2 separate regions of the Juglans regia genome follow, and region 2 is linked to region 1. Evidence: chromatin contacts called from public Hi-C data. All regions are on one chromosome and are shown on one strand. Each heading gives the region's core, a stretch centred on a gene start, on an enhancer-like site or on the middle of the called end of the contact. The rest is flanking DNA. Distances are from core to core; before and after follow the strand shown. Region 1 holds the start of LOC108997765 (eukaryotic peptide chain release factor GTP-binding subunit ERF3A). Region 2 has its middle 19 kb from the start of LOC108997771.

The links. A called contact is a pair of places that touch in the nucleus more often than the background predicts.
Region 2: a Hi-C map of leaf shows a contact between it and region 1, with 4 times the contacts expected there. The contact joins the enhancer-like site here to the promoter of LOC108997765 in region 1. A contact is called at or near these places in 3 of 3 Hi-C or Micro-C datasets (all in leaf).

The regions. Positions count from the first base shown.
Region 1 is chr15:16,123,490-16,127,450 of Walnut 2.0, forward strand. LOC108997765 (eukaryotic peptide chain release factor GTP-binding subunit ERF3A) reads right to left here and starts at 2,113. Exons shown (of 19, transcript XM_018974146.2): 1 at 1,944-2,113; 2 at 1,454-1,519; 3 at 1,277-1,351. The coding sequence starts at 1,947.
Region 2 is chr15:16,178,685-16,182,645 of Walnut 2.0, forward strand. It overlaps the pseudogene LOC108997773. Among protein-coding and RNA genes, the nearest start is that of LOC108997771, 19 kb to the right of the region's middle. Within about 2 kb of position 1,742, the one cell type or tissue checked has open chromatin away from gene starts, as enhancers often do. A contact at or near this core is called in leaf, where this site is marked.

The sequences.
Region 1 (3,961 bases), core at 863-3,362:
TCCGCTTGACATATTGGCACACTCAGGTCCTGAACTCTCTAGACCTACTTCGAATCCTAACCCGTGGACCAATATTGAATTTCTAGACAACAGGCTCACCTTCTCCCCCAAACACCATTGATCATCGTAGCCCCCAATTCTAACATGTTCACCATGGTTGCTTAAGAATTAAGTATTGGTTCTGGCCCACGGTGCCGCTCAGGTCTTTACTCATGCTCAAAAGCACAACCCCGATCCACAGCTTGGCCAACCATTGGGCATTTGGTTGATGCTTTAGAAAAAGGGGATATGATAAGGGCTCAATTAAAGCCCAAGTTTTTATTAACATACGCACATTTTATTGACAAAACCCATCATCACTTAAGAGGCCTATAATTGGGGCCCAAGTATTTCTCCTATACAACTACTCCACGAGCAGAGCCCTGTAGGTTTATGAAATTCCATCTCCTACACTAGAATCTCGATGATTGTTGGCTCAAGAAATACTATAGAATATTTGAATTCCTCTGCCCAAGATTTTGTCACCTTGTGTACCTTGAATGGCTCTACTCCAAACACACTTGCAGCCCTCAGCACAACACATTCAACCCCTACCCAGATTGTCAAGAGCCGAGCGTGGTCCTTTCCTTTAAAGGCCTTGGCATATGAGCAAAGTCAATCATTGCCTTCCACAATTATTTTTATTAATACTTCATAAATTGAGATAGGTACAGTTGAAGAAAATAAAGGGTATACAAGAAAGCATCTAATGATAGACATGTACCTCAACTCTATGCTGCAGAAAGAAAACTATAGCCTCAATATATATAAAATCAAGCCTTATCAACTCCATAAAATGTAAAAATAAAAAGATAAACAATTTTACTATCATGGAACCCAAACATGAAATTACAAATTACAACTCAATGGAGACATAATAAACACAATTTACATATAAGAAGATAGAAATAAAAACATATAAGACATTCAACACAATTATATTACCCTTGACTCTTTTTTTTTTTTTTGTACGTAAGCATTTGTGATTCAAGTACTCCCATTAAGAGTTATCACAATTTGAAGATACCTATCATATTAAATTTCAACATGTTTGTTGATTTCAATTACTCAACAGCTTTCACCATTTCAATGACCTTTTTAACTCAACTAGGAACAAAATACAGTTGAAGAGAAGCAGACACCATATAAATCAAATATTTAGTAAAAAGACGGTGAAACCTTGAACACAAATATCTGATAACAACGTAGTAAACAATACTTTAATGCCACAACCAACCTTCCTCCATCTTATCCACTTCCTCAGGTTCTTCTGCCTTTGCATCTTCAGAATTTACAACCCCATTAGTATCTTCTGCTAAGTTCCGGTAAAAACATAAACAAAATTATTCAAACAAAAAACAATAATCAACCATCTCTATTATTTTTTTAACAAATAATGTCTTCTCAATAGTACCTGCCAAGTCGAGCTGCAAAGACCGTATCTCCTCCTCGATATCTATCCTTCTTTTCTCATCCACGTCTACCAGAAGAAGTATAAACAAGTCATTTCTATGGATTTGTCAACATTCGAGAAAGAAACTGCAGTAACTCAAGCTCAATTTAACTAACTAAACCTTTTTTAATAACAAAAGAAATAAGATCTTAGTCCCCAAATTGAATTAGTTTTTTTTTTTTCTCTTTAACCAAACGGAGGATAATTGGAATCCTTATGGGAAAGGAAAAAAAAAGTAACAAACAAAAATCGGGAAAATTAGAAGGGAATTTTAAATAAACACTAGGAGAATTCAGATCAGAGCTCAAAATATCACAAAGATCTATCGAAAAATTATTTCAAAAACTGCATGCGTAAATGAAGATTGAGAATTCGGTATTAGATATAGAAATGAAACCAAAAAAACATATAGATTCTACAATAAAAAAGATAGAGACAGTTGGCGACGTACCCATGGTGAAGTAGGAGCACAGATTCTGCAAGGGAACTAGGGTTTTTGTGAAAACGAGGGGAGATAAGAGGCGTAAGCAAATACTGAAAAAGGAGGGGGGTTTGGGAAGCCTGGAAACAACTATTTGCCTACCAAGTTCAATATCTATTGTTATTCGGTAACATGTGATGTCGTTTCACGCTTCCTTTTTTATTATTTCTTTTTATAATATTCGCACAAATATTAATCAATTTTGTTGGATAGATTTCATTAAATACTGTTTGAATTGAGAAGTAATATCAATTTTTTTATATAAAATATAATAAATAATTTAATTTTTTTAAATTTTAAAATAATAATAATATTTTATTCAACTTTTATCTCAATATATCTTATCTTTAAATTCCAATAAAACCTAAATATAATTTAAAAAAATATACATTAAATACAATTTTAATATGTGGGAGTCGTATTATTTTTAAAATATAAAATAAAATCTACTATGAGTAATAGTGAGATGAGAATTTTTTATTTTAAATTAAAGTAAAAAATATTATTTTTTAATATTATTATTATTTTAAAATTTAAAAAAAATGAAATTGAGATTTGAAAAAAATGAATTATTTATTATATTTTGTGTAAGAATTTAAAAAAATTGTAATAATGAAATGAGAATTTTGTATCTTATCTCACTTGCTAAACATATCTAAATGAAGTTAATTTTTTCAAATAAAATTATATTTTCCTATTTTTTTAATAAGAATATGCAGTATTAGTATGTTTTAAGACTCTATAAATTATTTTAAAAATAAATATTTATTATATTTAGTTTGGTGAATATGAGAATAAAGATTAGATGTAAAGAAATTCAGTGATAAAATATCTTAGAACTGGTAGAGAATTCTAACAAGTAATTGATCCTTTTAGGACACATGGGGGGCTCCAATCCAATGCCCGACAAAATCGCTGATTTTCTTTTTATTTAATTATTAATAGGAAGGTCTAGTTGCTCTCTCCCTCTTCCTAGGCATATTGAAAACGACACAGTATTGAGTCGTATATTGATAGTTGATGATTCGAAGTAAATAGGTTTTGGGCCCATTGCAGCAAAACAAAACAAAAAAGTACTGAAGCACTTTGCCTAATATGCACATAGTTTTGGGCCCCCAATATAAGTTGATGTTTCAGACGAGAATTTGAGAATAGAACTCTTTCATTGGGCCTTAATTTCACGTGCTTTTTTTTCTGGTAGGTGGGAATGGAGGGGTTTGTTGGGCCTTCCTCCTTATTTTCATTAGGCTGAGCTGATCAAATGGCGTAAATATATTTTTTACCGTCCATGACTAAGAGCATCTTCAATGAATTAGTAAAAACTAAAAAACATGTTTGATGAATGTAAAAAAAATTTGACTCTTAACTATTTTATTCACATAAATTTTCACATTGAAATAATTATTTTTTCATTATATAACAATAAAATAATATAAGATGAATTTGATTTTAACTATTCACATCAAATCTCCATATTGAATTATCCATTTATTTATTATATAGTAATGAGAAACTAATAATTTTAAAAATATTTAATTTTTTTCATTATTATTTTATTTTATTTTATCATATTTTACTATTCTACCTATTATATATTAATTGATAATCATATTCTAATTAAATTAATATATCACTAACTCAAATTAATATATCAATGCATGAACCCAACCTCCCAACACATGAACCCGTGCACATGAACCCAGCCATTGTGATAGAATATGTGATAGAAATAAATGGAGAGAGAAATAATTAATAAAATATGTATTTAATGTATGTACAGTAACATTCACATTTGAAAATTCTTTTGAAAGTAACTGTAGCCAAATTCTAATTATTTGGAATTTGGCTAATCCATTATGATCACATTTTGTGTTCTAATAGCTAAATACTCAATAGATTTAACTTTTAGCTAATCCTACAATGATGTTCTAATTCATTAGGCTTCATTTTGTTTTTAACTCTTTTTTTTTTTTTTTAGAGAGAGAGCA
Region 2 (3,961 bases), core at 492-2,991, 55 kb after region 1:
GAGCTATATGTCCGATGAAGTAAGGACCTACCACGCCATTGTCCTAACCAAAATGCCAGGGTGAGTGTCAAGAACATTTAAAAACATTCCAGTTGCACAGTACAGAATGTTAATATCAGTGGATTTTGCTTTACTCATTTTAAAAAAAAAACGCCAGTTAGAATTCAAAGTGTTGGAGTTATGGGATTATAGGAGAACGAGAGGAAAAACTTAACAAGTTAACATGATCAACGAAACACAAGTAACTGAAGCAGGAGAATCAATCTGAATAATGAGTGCAAATGATTAATGCACTGGAAATGGAATCTTGCAAACAAACCTTAATAAAAGTGCTTCCAACCGTTGGATGAACTGCTTCCAGAGATCTGGACCATATTTTACCATCAGGTCCAAATTTTCCAGACTGCAAAGAAACCATTATATTCCTTATAAGTACAGGGAATGTATATTTTGTACTCAAGCAGACAAAACAAATCAAACGCATACAACTGTTTGATGATCAGGATCTTGCTGCATGTTATAGTTGTAGTAAAGAAATTAATGTACATAGACTCTGGTAGGTTGGTAAGACAAAAAGGATCGTTGAATGGAGAATATCGCAGAAGAGTCACAAGGAACCAAGTAATATTAATTACTTAGATAACAAGGAAAAGCCTATTCAAACTATTTTAGCTCGGGGTAATCACAAGCAAATTCGATAACAATCTCCACAGAAGGATGGCTCAGCCACTTCAGGCAGAGGATGCTGAGCATTTGTTGAGGGCAAAGCATAATGTACCGATATACTGTAATAATTTTTTTTTTGAAGTATATACTATAATAACATTATACATATTAGTTATCGTCACGGAGTAATTTTACAGCTTATGTATTGAGAAATTCTTTATCTCACTGAAGCACAAATTACACCCAGGCAAAAGCCGGGGACAGATTGAAACAAGTACATGCTACAATATGTGTTTGCACTTCCTTGGCCACATCAACATCACACAATAACAGGAAAAAAACAATTATTCTCCTCCCAACAGCAATCAAAGTTCCACTAGAGTTGAATCTAAAATTTTCAAGAATTATGATCATTACCACAATATAACCACGCCACCTGATCATTTGGTACTGTAGCAAGCATTGAGCTCTCTGAAGTGTCTGCTTCCAAGCTGTTTAATCATTCCTTTTATTCATTGGCGGTGGTTCTAAATTATACCGTGACCTGTCGAGAGGCATTGGTGGCTTTCCAGCTCTCACACGCTCATACTCCCTAGCAATCATTGGGTGATTCTGAAATTCAAAAGTCCACAATAAGACATGCTACTTCACATTCCTCACATCACAATTTGTTCTTAAATTGGCCATTTAGATTAATCTATAATGCTGCTAGAAACAAAAATGGGTAGAATAACACATCAAACCATTAAAAAAATCAGGAAAGAAATAACAAAAGCTAAAATTCAAGCAAGAAACAATAACATGTTAAGTGCAAGGCTTGCTTTGGAAGAAACAGCACTTCTGTCTCTTTAGTACATCATCACGACTACATGTGTGTGCTACGACTTCTACAAATCATAAAAAATGGCCAGGAGATTTCCTATAATTGAAAAATAAATAAAAACATGTCCAAATTAGCCTTTCCTTCTCTTATCCTCTATATAGCTCATCCTTGGTCCTTAAACTATTGAGTACAAGCATTACATCTGAGTCCATAACTAACTGTTTACCAGAAGAGGTCGTTCCCCTCTGATCCCAGCTGAGCTCCCCAAGTCCTCCCTCTCCTGCCGCCAGTCAGGAATAGTGAGGCGAATCCTGTATGTGTGCTAAGTGCTTCCCTTTCTATTAGCTAGGTATTTGGCCATGGAGGTCTTTCCCTAACCACCGATCTGAGTACTGAAACGATTGTGTAAGAGACTCAGTGCTTCTTTCTCTATGCTATCATTTATACACATTCATTGGTGTATTTCCTTTGTAGGACTGCTCCCTGGTATTAACCGCTCTTTTTCTACAACCTCTTTTGGAAGAGAATCTTGTTTAATCTAATAGGTTGTACGTACCCCAAAATTAAAGAATGAAAACCCATAACGGTAAGTTCGTTCACTTAAGAAACAAATGAAAAATAAAAAGGAAAGCCAAATCTCCAATTTTATGTTTTTATCATATATGGCCTTGTAAACGAAGATCTCCTCCAAAGAAATCCTTGCATGGCAGAATATTCACATTAAGGATATAAACAGTCGTTTCCACAATTTTCTCAAAAGGAAAACAGGTTTAACCTACACGAACACTCTAATGAACTTCTCCAGTTTTCTAAAACTCACAATTTTAACATGAAAGCCAAGATTTCTCTCTTCACTTTCTTCAACAGCCAAAGAAGGATTTTTTTTGTCTTTTATAGTCACATTACAAACAGAAAAAACCCTGAGTTTAACTTAATATCAGGATATTGTTACAGTATGTTAGTAACTAGAACAAGAAAAGAAGAAAGAAACACTTCTGATATTCGAGGGATCAAAACCTCCAAGAAAATGAATTCTGTATAATACTTCCGATCCCTTTCTCATAGCCTTCCGTAGGTTTTTATACAAGAACTCATGTGAAAATGAGTCAGTTATTTCTGTTACAGCAAGGGTAATTTTGTAATTTCCTATTTGTAAGTAAGGCTAAAACAGACAATTCAACTATAAATGAACAAGTGCACAACAAATTATTCTAACTATACGATGCCGTATTTACTTCTGCTTCCTAAATCGATTATTCTTAACACTGTAATACATTTCTCTTCATAACATGCCAACCTTCCACTCTCAATCTCCTGCACTAAACCATCCTAACAATTCCCTCCCCTTCAAAAGACCTTGCCCACAAGGTCAGGATACTGGAATCTAAGCTGCTCCACTGGTACCCATGAAGAATCTTCTTGAGGTGCTCCTCTCCACTTCACAAGCAACTCAATGAAAGGCTGGTTGTTAACTGGTGTCATTCTTCTTTCCAGGATACATTCTGGCTCCACTCTCGCATGCCCATGAACATCAGCAAAAGGAATCGAAGGAGACACATTCCCATTAGGACCCACATGCTTCTTAAGTCTAGAAACATGAAAAACTGGATGTACCACAGCATCTGAAGGCAATTCCAGTTTATAAGCAACTTCACCAATTTTTTCCAAAACTTTAAATGGCCCACAAAATCTAGGAGCCAACTTAGGATAAGGAATGGCTGCAACACTTTTCTGTTTGTACTTCTGTAACTTCAAATAGACCATATCTCCTACCACAAATTGTCTATCAATATGCTTGTTATCATAATATTGTTTCATTCTTGACTGAGCTGCCAATAAATTTTTTTTAAGAATTCCCAAAATCTCTTCCCTTGATCTGAGTTCAGAATCCACAGCATGGTTCTGTGTTGTACCAGCCACATACTGCAACAAGGAAGGAGGTGGTCTGCCATACAAAGCTTCAAAAGGAGTTATTCCTGTGGAAGAATGTATAGAAGTATTGTACCAATATTCTGCCCAAGGCAGCCAATGAACCCACTGTTTTGGCCTCTTAAACACAAAACACCTCAAGTACTGTTATACTGCCTTGTTTACTATCTCAATTTGACCATCGGATTGAGGATGGTAAGCTAAGGTAAAGTTCAACTTCATGCCATGCAACTTAAAAATTTGGTTAATGAATAACTGAGCAACCGTAGCAGCTGTATAGGGGTGAGATAAGGGCAAGAAATGAGGATACTTAGTAAACCTATCCACCACTACAAAGATTACAGAAAAACCCTTTGATAGTGGCAAGGCCTCAATGAAATCCATGGAGATATCACTCCATGAAGAAGTTGGTATTAGCAAGGGTTGTAATAAACCTGTTGGTAGCACGTTTTCTGTTTTGCACTTCTGACATATAGAACATTCTCTAACAAGTTTCTTCACATCCTTCCTCATACCAGACCATATGAAATCTGTTTTAAGCCT